3 separate regions of the Mus musculus genome follow, and regions 1 and 3 are each linked to region 2. A link is a contact called in public Hi-C and HiChIP or PLAC-seq data. All regions are on one chromosome and are shown on one strand. Each heading gives the region's core, a stretch centred on a gene start, on an enhancer-like site or on the middle of the called end of the contact. The rest is flanking DNA. Distances are from core to core; before and after follow the strand shown. Region 1 overlaps Gm36569 (a long non-coding RNA gene). Region 2 holds the start of Gria2 (glutamate receptor, ionotropic, AMPA2 (alpha 2)). Region 3 has its middle 150 kb from the start of Gm52636.

What was found. Hi-C and Micro-C count contacts between places; a contact is called where the count stands out from the background. HiChIP or PLAC-seq counts read pairs in DNA pulled down with a chosen protein or histone mark.
Region 1: a contact with region 2 is called in an H3K4me3 HiChIP or PLAC-seq map of forebrain, with 10 times the contacts expected there. The contact joins the enhancer-like site here to the promoter of Gria2 in region 2. A contact is called at or near these places in 17 of 39 promoter capture datasets (the 3T3-L1 cell line, 3T3-L1-derived adipocytes, the HPC-7 cell line and 11 more), 2 of 15 datasets of contacts at CTCF or cohesin (the NIH/3T3 cell line and large pre-B cells), 46 of 484 Hi-C or Micro-C datasets (the 3T3-L1 cell line, 3T3-L1-derived adipocytes, the AML12 cell line and 29 more), 13 of 115 datasets of contacts at active chromatin or transcription factors (SST interneurons, VIP interneurons, acute myeloid leukemia and 10 more) and 2 of 9 other capture datasets (adipose tissue and pancreatic islet).
Region 3: a Hi-C map of nephron progenitors shows a contact between it and region 2, with 2.0 times the contacts expected there. The contact joins the enhancer-like site here to the promoter of Gria2 in region 2. A contact is called at or near these places in 7 of 39 promoter capture datasets (the 3T3-L1 cell line, 3T3-L1-derived adipocytes, cranial neural crest and 3 more), 2 of 484 Hi-C or Micro-C datasets (embryonic fibroblasts and nephron progenitors) and 1 of 9 other capture datasets (embryonic stem cells).

What each region holds. Positions count from the first base shown.
Region 1 is chr3:79,865,880-79,868,616 of GRCm38.p6, reverse strand. The region is part of intron 1 of Gm36569 (a long non-coding RNA gene); the gene reads left to right. Among named protein-coding and RNA genes, the nearest start is that of Gm40073, 14 kb to the right of the region's middle. Within about 2 kb of position 1,341, at least 36 of the 459 cell types and tissues checked have an H3K27ac peak or open chromatin away from gene starts, as enhancers often do. A contact at or near this core is called in SST interneurons, VIP interneurons, cortical neurons and 3 more, where this site is marked.
Region 2 is chr3:80,801,309-80,804,008 of GRCm38.p6, reverse strand. It overlaps Gria2 (glutamate receptor, ionotropic, AMPA2 (alpha 2)), which reads left to right and starts at 1,316. Exons shown (of 16, transcript NM_013540.4): 1 at 1,316-1,712; 2 at 2,224-2,364. The coding sequence starts at 1,625.
Region 3 is chr3:81,480,942-81,483,879 of GRCm38.p6, reverse strand. No RefSeq gene overlaps it. Among named protein-coding and RNA genes, the nearest start is that of Gm52636, 150 kb to the left of the region's middle. Within about 2 kb of position 1,294, at least 10 of the 459 cell types and tissues checked have an H3K27ac peak or open chromatin away from gene starts, as enhancers often do. A contact at or near this core is called in nephron progenitors, where this site is marked.

The DNA of each region.
Region 1 (2,737 bases), core at 92-2,591, 940 kb after region 2:
GTACACACATACACACAAACAGATTTGTTACTATAGTACAAATTTTTAGTACATATCTTTCTCCTTGGGTCAAATTAAAGGGCCACATACTAGTTTAGTCCCACTAACAGCTTTTCTTGGTGGCCAGGCAAGTTTAGAATAGTGTTATTGGCTCGTGTTCATCATGCCCTCCACCTAGACACTCCACTAAGCCCTAGAAGGAGTAACCTCTAGGTCAGGAGGGCCACCCATACACCAAACTCAAAAGTACGGTGTAACTAACTATGGAGCATATGAAGCCATCTCTCTCTCTCTCTCTGTCTCTCTCTCTCTCCTCTCTCCTCTCTCTCTCTCTCTCTCTCTCTCTCTCTCTCTCTCTCTCTCTCTCTCTCTCTCTCTCTCTCTCTCTCGTGTGATTTATTTTATGTGTGTAAGCATTTTCCCTGAATGTATCTATGTGTACCATGTGCATGCCTGGTGCCAACAGATTCCAGAAGAGGGTGTCAAACCCCCTAGAACTGAAGCTACAGATGGCCATGAGGCATCTGTGGATGCTGGAAGTTGGGCCTGAGTCCCGTAGAAGAGCAGCCAAATACTTGTAAGCACCCACCAATCACTCCAGCCCATGTCTGTAATGCCCTTGGGCTTTCCCTTGCCTGAAAGCTGTTTTCATTCCCTTTAATCACAAAGTAGCTGCCAGAAGTGACATATATTAAATGTATCCCTTTTCATGTTCAGATAAAACAAAGATTATAAACATTCTCCAAGCACCAAACAAGATTCTGAGCTTTGAGCAGAACTCAGTCACCACAGATAGAAGTACCAGGCAGGCATCCACCTTAGCTGCATGGCCTCTACTAAACTAATAAAACCTATAAATTGTTTTGAATTGTCCCTGGGGTTGGCTATGGCCAACCCCACAAATACCCAATGGAAATTTTTAGAATAGCAACTGGGTCAGCAAACAAGATATCTTCAATAATTACTTTAGCTTTTCTTGTCTCTTGATCACATAAAACCAAGAGAGTCCAGAGTCAGAGTTTCTGCTGACCCAAGGCTCCTGCATACTTAGTAGTTAGTTGAATGAGTGATTCAATAAAAGAATGATCAATTATCCTCCAAAATACACTCATCACCAACTGTCCCTGTACACCTTGGAGCACAAGACACTTGCAACGAGATTTAACTGGCATCTGATTGTTCAGCCCCACATTGCAGAGGTTTAATTTTATCTATTATTTCCTGGGTCTTTCCACTTGATTTCAACACATTACTGATTATTTTTAGGACTGCCATTAGCACAGACTTCAATTGCTGTCCTGTTTTTCCCCTAGGCAGTGAAGCAGTTGCCATGGAAACAGAATCCAGTGCTTCTCTGTCTGGAGCCTCACATCAATGCAACTTAATGAGAGGAAGGAAGATACTAACATCCTACCTGTATTTTATGTCTCAGGATCTATTATCCAAAAAAAAAAGATGCAAGCTCTGTTGGGGGAGGCAATTCTGATGGTGCATACGGGTGACACCTGTCCAAGTAGATGTGTCAGTGTTCTCCTCTGGAATTAATGCTTTAGCTTAAGATTCAGAAAGATTTCAATGCTTGGGTTAGCTATAGATGCAAAGTCATGAGGTAGAGGATATTGAAAAATTGGAGGAAAGTGAATTTTAACTACTGTTGCTTAACAACAGAGTCATGGAGGAGAAGCCTTTCTCGGAGAGCCAGGCATTACGATATGGGGATGAGGAGTCTCCCCACAGATCCACCCTACAAAACACTGGGATATAAACACTCTTTCAGGTTGACTAGCCAAGGAAGAGGGAGTCCTAAGCCACGGATGAGACAGCACCCGTCCGTCCTGGGAGACTCTGGAGTGGAGGCCGTGCTTTGATAGGAGCTTCATGCTCTCAGCACCTGAGCAGAAGGCACTGCTGTTAGTGAGCTGTGGGGACAATGGCAGCACCTGCAGGTCAGAATAAATGATGCAGCACTAGATGCTGATTGGTTTGTTTGAGACAATGTAGAACTGACTCATAGGAAGGCTTACCGAGGACCAGGCTCTAAACTGAGGCCCATCTTCATGAACGATTCAGTTCGACCTCTTTAGCATATAGGATGAATATATGCATATGATACAGAATATTTCAGTTGACCTCTTTAGCATATAGAATGAATATATATATATGATATAGAATATACCTATATAACAGCCATAATGAGAAAAGCCCCCTCAAGTCACCAGAGAAGGGGTCCTGAATCCCTGAAACTGGCAAGAAGCAATGAGCTAAAAGATGAGACGAAGCCAGGTCACCATCGGGGCTGGAATGGGGCCAGTAAGCAGACCAGTGAAGCAGAAAGGGCAGCAGTGAGGCGGTAAGGATGGGAGTCAGGGTCCTGGTGAGTGGTTTATCTTGCAGTATCTTTCTGTTAGTGATATTTTAAAGTGAGTAAGCAAAATAACTTCTTTTTAAAATTATGTTTGTTTAGTTTGCAATCATGGTCCTATCAAAGGGGAAGAGGGAAGATGAGGAGAGAGAGAGAATCCCAGACATTGTGAATCACGTCCATAATCTCAGCACTGACAACTGTTGTGATTTTTAAAGTCAGCCTAGGCTAAACAGTGGGTTCTAGGACAGCTAGACTGTCTCAAAATGCTACCCATCACCACCTCACTCCATCCCCACCAAATCTCTCTCCTGTATCCTAACCGTATCTATCCAGTCTCAAGACTTTCCAATAGCACAGCCTAGGAAAGTCAGG
Region 2 (2,700 bases), core at 67-2,566:
TTGATGCTGTCAGCTTCAATCTCCTGGCTCCTGGCAACAGATCTCTGAAATGAGACCTCTTTCATTTCTCTGTTTAAAACAAAACACATACAATTTGGTAAAGAATTTCTGAGGCTGCAGAGAGACTTGCCACGCAGGTATATAGAGATGGCTTGGCATGAAGTGGAGTTTTGAACATAGATTTCACAGGCATATACAATCATCGCTATGCTTTACCAAGCCCCTTCTCACAAACTTTAATTTTTAATGTATTCGTTACAATCCAGATACCCAAGCAGGCTCGGTGTAATGAGGTAACCTACTTCCTTGAGGCAGTGATTATTTTTGAAACTTAAGGCCATAATGTAATGGGGTATCTGGTTTGTAACTAAGAGTGATACATCCATTCTAGACTACTACCCCCCCCCCCCCCCCCGCAGAAACCTACGGTTCTTTCAATCTCTATACAAAACGGACATCTAAGAGCCAAGTCTACATGACTCTACAGCAGGGGGGAGTCTGCACTGTAGTACAAGAGCAATCCACAGGCAATGTGGCTTGAACAATCGAACCACTATCCAAAGGGGCATACTCTAAAGATGGATTCCTACACGAAGTCTTTCAAAGGTTTGATCGAGTTACCCGGGTCTTGGCATCCTTTTATAGTTAAGGATAGAATTTTGGGTTTCCCTGAGATTATGCTTGCATTATAGGAAGCTAAAGTTCACGATTTTGGGAGTTGTCCCTTCAGGGAGTATTTTGTTTGCTTTTTATCTGGGTCAGCTGAGGCAGAAGGCAGTGTGTGGATACTGCTAAGTGGATTTTGAGACAATCAAATCATATTCGTTGTGCTCAATGTAAAACAGGGCCCTACGGAAGAAAGCTTCGCCGCCAACAGCAATTAGCAGTTCGGCTTCCTAGGCATAGCAACCGGAAATCAGTTTTGCAGCATTTGGATCTGGCTGGAACATCTCTGCAGCTACAGTAAACCCTGCAACCTCAGCCCATAGCAGGGACCAAAGCGCTGTCCGCGGTGCTAAAATCGAATGCGCAAGACTGGAGGTCTCTAAGAGGCACCAGGCTGCCCGGCTCTGAGCCGCGCTTTCTCGGCACCGCGCAGAAGCTGCCAGGGCTGTGCGGGGTGCGGGGCGCTGTGCGGGGGAGGGGTGGGTGCGCGAGCTCGCCGCCTGCCTCGAGTCGCGCACGCGCGCCCGGGACTGCCTGCCCCTCTCTGTGACTTTCCTGTGTGTGTGCGTGTGTGTGTGTGTATGTGTGTGTATGTGTGTGCGCGCGCGTGTGAGAGAGGAGAGAGGGAGAAGAGAGCTCGAGAGAGGGTGATTGTGTGAGTGCACGGGAGGGTGCTGATATTCCCAGACACCGGGACCACAGCAGCAGCTCAGCTAAAAACTGCATTCAGCCAGTCCTCGGACTTCAGGAGCAGGGACAGGACGCAGGCATCAACAGCCACCAGCTAAACCTGGGAGATAAGGATTCTTCTGCCTTCACTTCGTGGTTTTAGCAGCTCCTTGCTAAATTTCGACCTCAAAATGCAGAGGATCTAATTTGCTGAGGAAAACGGTCAAAGAAGGAAAAGGAGGAAAGGGAAACGAGGGGATATTTTGTGGATGCTCTACTTTTCTTGGAAATGCAAAAGATTATGCATATTTCTGTCCTCCTTTCTCCTGTTTTATGGGGACTGATTTTTGGTGTCTCTTCTAACAGCATACAGATAGGTAGGTACCTTTTGTGTTATGCCTTTGAATTGTGCATAATTTGGTGGTAATCTTTGTTCACAGTGTGCAAATTAATTCATGTCATGTAGACTTATGTCATACCTTGACTGCATTCCAGATTGAAACTACCTAGAATATACATGATTTTCTTAGGCTGAAGCAAAAAGAAATGACTATGCCTTTTGACACAATAGAGGGGAAAGGATCTGTTCATTTCTGACCGGGTACTGCGTTACTTCTGCCTTGAAGGCATCTCCTAGTGTGCTCAGATTTTCAGGGAAATGATCGCAAAGCTCAAGATTAAAAGGGAGAATCTTTTTGGTCTTTAGACTCTCCCCCTTGCCTTGGATCCGTTGAGCACCTTTTGGATCCTTGCTGCCCAACTCACTGATTACGTTTATTATAGCGGGTAGTGTGAATAAGAGACTCTGGGGCTGTTGGGTGCTAGCATCCCACTCTTATCTCTCCAGGGCTCTGACATCGTTCTCTTGCTTGCTGTTTATTTTTGCAGGGGGGCTATTTCCAAGGGGCGCTGATCAAGAATACAGTGCATTTCGGGTAGGGATGGTTCAGTTTTCCACTTCGGAGTTCAGACTGACACCCCATATCGACAATTTGGAGGTAGCCAACAGTTTCGCAGTCACCAATGCTTGTAAGTAATGAATATTCATATCTTTCCAGTGCTGCACAGGGACACAGGGAAAGCAAGCCTGTGAATGCCAGTGAAGGATGGTGTGCCTGTGTGTGTGTGTGTGTGTGTGTGTGTGTGTGTGTGTGTGTGTGTGTGTGTGTGTTGCTGGCTTGTCATGTGTGGGTGGGAGTGACTGAACACGCGCGTGCGTGTGAAGGTACAGCGAGAAGGTGGCTGTAATCTTTGGGACCCCCACTGACCGGCGGGCAGTGAAGTGGGGACAAAAGGCACTGAACAGTATGCGCAGTATGTGCACCCTAGAATCTGGGGTAGGGGTTGGACTTGGACTGTTCTTTC
Region 3 (2,938 bases), core at 45-2,544, 680 kb before region 2:
AACTGAAGAGATGAGCATACACTTGGTGTTGATTGCTGGTCTGTGCTCTTACTGGAGAAGAAATCCTTTCCAACTCATGGTATAAATTGGTGCAACATATTATGACATACTTTGATACAGTTCCCAACTCCTATCTTAAGCAAGAATATTTGCCACTATTTAATCCTATTACATCCATTCTACTTAATAAAGTTATTTCATCTGTAAGTTATACTCAAACTGGATTTTCGAAGGACCATTTTCCCGTAAGATCAGAGGGGATTGTGACCTGACAGTTCTGCTATTGATAGATCCAGCCACAGGGTGTCATGCTAACAGTACTGACCAGCCTGCCCAGAAGCAGGACTATGGCTGCAGCAATCAAGCAGTGACATAAGCAGTGTCATGGGCAGTGAAGGATAAATAATGAAAGCTCTGACTCTTTGCCAAGCTTAATATTTGATTTGTTTCCTTAGCAAAATGAATCAGTATTTTACTAGATATACTTTGTAATTTTTAGAATGACCTTCAAACTAATATAAAACCCCTAACCTAAAACATCAGGAGTTGCTTCAGTCTTTCCAAGTTCATCAGTCATTGCTTGCCTTTGAGATGATAGAAGAATATACAATACTTGATACCTTTCTATGTCCAGTTTTAAAGGCAAATAAAACAGTTGATAGCTGTAGCTATAGAACTTAATTCCTCCTAAATATCTGATTCCATATATTTAATCAGAGTATTAGATATTCTTTTAGAAGTTTCAGTGAGGATTATGCATGGTGTACGGAACTTACCTTGAATCTGGAAATGCTTTCAACCTTGAGTTAGCAGCCTGAAAACCCAGTTTGGCTGTAATCCCTCCAAACATAGAGCCTAGGCACAACCTGCCTTCTCTCTGATTAGGTCTAACACAGTCGTCTGAAGAAGGGCAGCTTTAACTGTTATAGAGAAATAGGCTGCAAATGACTCCAAAGTACTCCTTGCATTCTCACATTCCCAGGACAAGGTTAATGTGAGGTGACAGACACTTTCAATCTGTCTTCTTTTGTCACTTAAGTCTTTGTCAGAAATCTGAGACAGGAACTCTCTTCTACTTACTTACTTTGAAATGGGAACTTTCCCCTGCTTAATTACAAAGCTTGTTCATCCAGTCACATTATGCAGAAAACAGACCAGCAAATCTGTCTGAGAAAGCTAGAGTTAATCCTTATCACTTCCACAATTTATTTATCAGTGAGTGAGAATTATGAATCATATGACCACATGAATGAGACATAAAGTTCCGATGTGGTTACAGCAATGAAAGAAAAAATTTACACCAGAGGGCACCACATATTGTGATGGTGTTATAGCTACTGCCAGAGATCAGAGGACGATTTCCAGAGTAAGCCATGACAAATGTAGAATGTGATCAGCTAGCAGTGGATCGTCAATCAGGCAGAGAGCTGAGAGAGATCTACTGAGCAGTCATACAAGAAGACACCAGGCAAAGCTCCGGACATGAGGAAGTTCAGGTCGTAGATCCCCAGGAAGGGCAGTGAGGTGCAGGAGCACTGAGGTGGCAGTGCTCCTTAAAGATGCAAGTACGGGATTGTCGTCTTTGAACTTTGGTCTTCTAACGTGAGAGAGCAAGCGAATGTTCAGAGCAAGAACAAGTTTGGGAAGAGAGAAAGAGTCTGATGTGTCTGTGCCCTATTGGCAGTTCAAGGAGGATTACCTTCTGTTTAGAATGTCAAACAATTTCAGTGGGCTCACAGAGATGAGTCACAAAAGGGCAGGCGTGAACTTGGATTGAGGGGTCAATGCTAGATGGATTTAAAGACAGACTTGAGGGATAGGATAGAGAAAAATGCTTTTCTGTCTATGGACACTATGGGGGAGGCAAAGCTTTAATTTCAGAATCTTATTGAATCACGAAATTCTATCCTAAAAGAACAAACAAACAAAAATCAGAAACAACAAGAAGAAATGCTGCATCTTCATGAATCCAAGTATTTAAGTAAAAATCGAGCACAGGTGTTGTGGATTCCCTTCTTAGCCCCAGAGGAGCCTGTAACCAAGCACACCAGCTTGGCAAAGTGGATTTTTCAGATGTGGTCAGCTAAAGCATTCTGCAGTGCAGAAGTTATTGTGAATTATCCCTATGAATTCAACTGAATCCTTAGCAGATTTTCAAAGAGATGTGAGAATTATTCAAAGGACTCAAGGTGGTAGTGAAAAACTTGGGAGATGCTACATGGCTTGTAGGGTAAACGTCCATGAGCTAAGGAAGCTTGGTGACACCAGTGGCTGGAAAAGGGACAGAAAGGTGTCTCCCCGCACCTGAAAAGAAAACAGCATTATTAGGACATTGATTTGGTCCATTTCCTGTTCATCATTTCCAGTATAGTAAAATAAGAATAAAGATCCATCATTTTTCATTTCAACGCCAATATTTCTTTCTTACTGTGACAATAGAAAATAAAGGGCAGAACTCTGAGTGTTCCCAGGTTTTCGTGTGTATCAAACCAGTAGAATGAAATCAACATATTGTCTATTTCTTTGTTTTACCTCTATTAAAGTAATCAATATTTGAAGATAAAATAGCTACCACAGAGCAATTGAGAATTTTTATTATGGACCAACTGAAACTGGAAAACAACAGACTCAGATTTGTTTTGTTTTGGCCTTTCTTATTGAATATTTCCTAACAATAAATTTTTCTGAAGGATTATGTATTTTCCTAATATTGGAAAAATGGGTTTTGTAAATACAGCAGAATGTTAATTTTCTAAAGATAGATATATGTGACCACATAAATTAAATAAATTTAGTTTGAACATTCACAAGATGTTTGAAGACAAAAGGAGAAATATTAAAAATATTCTATTTTGATGAGCATATGTTTCATGTCTGCATTAAAAACATATTTAAAGATCCTACTTCAGAAAGTATTTGGATCTTCTTTTATGCATTT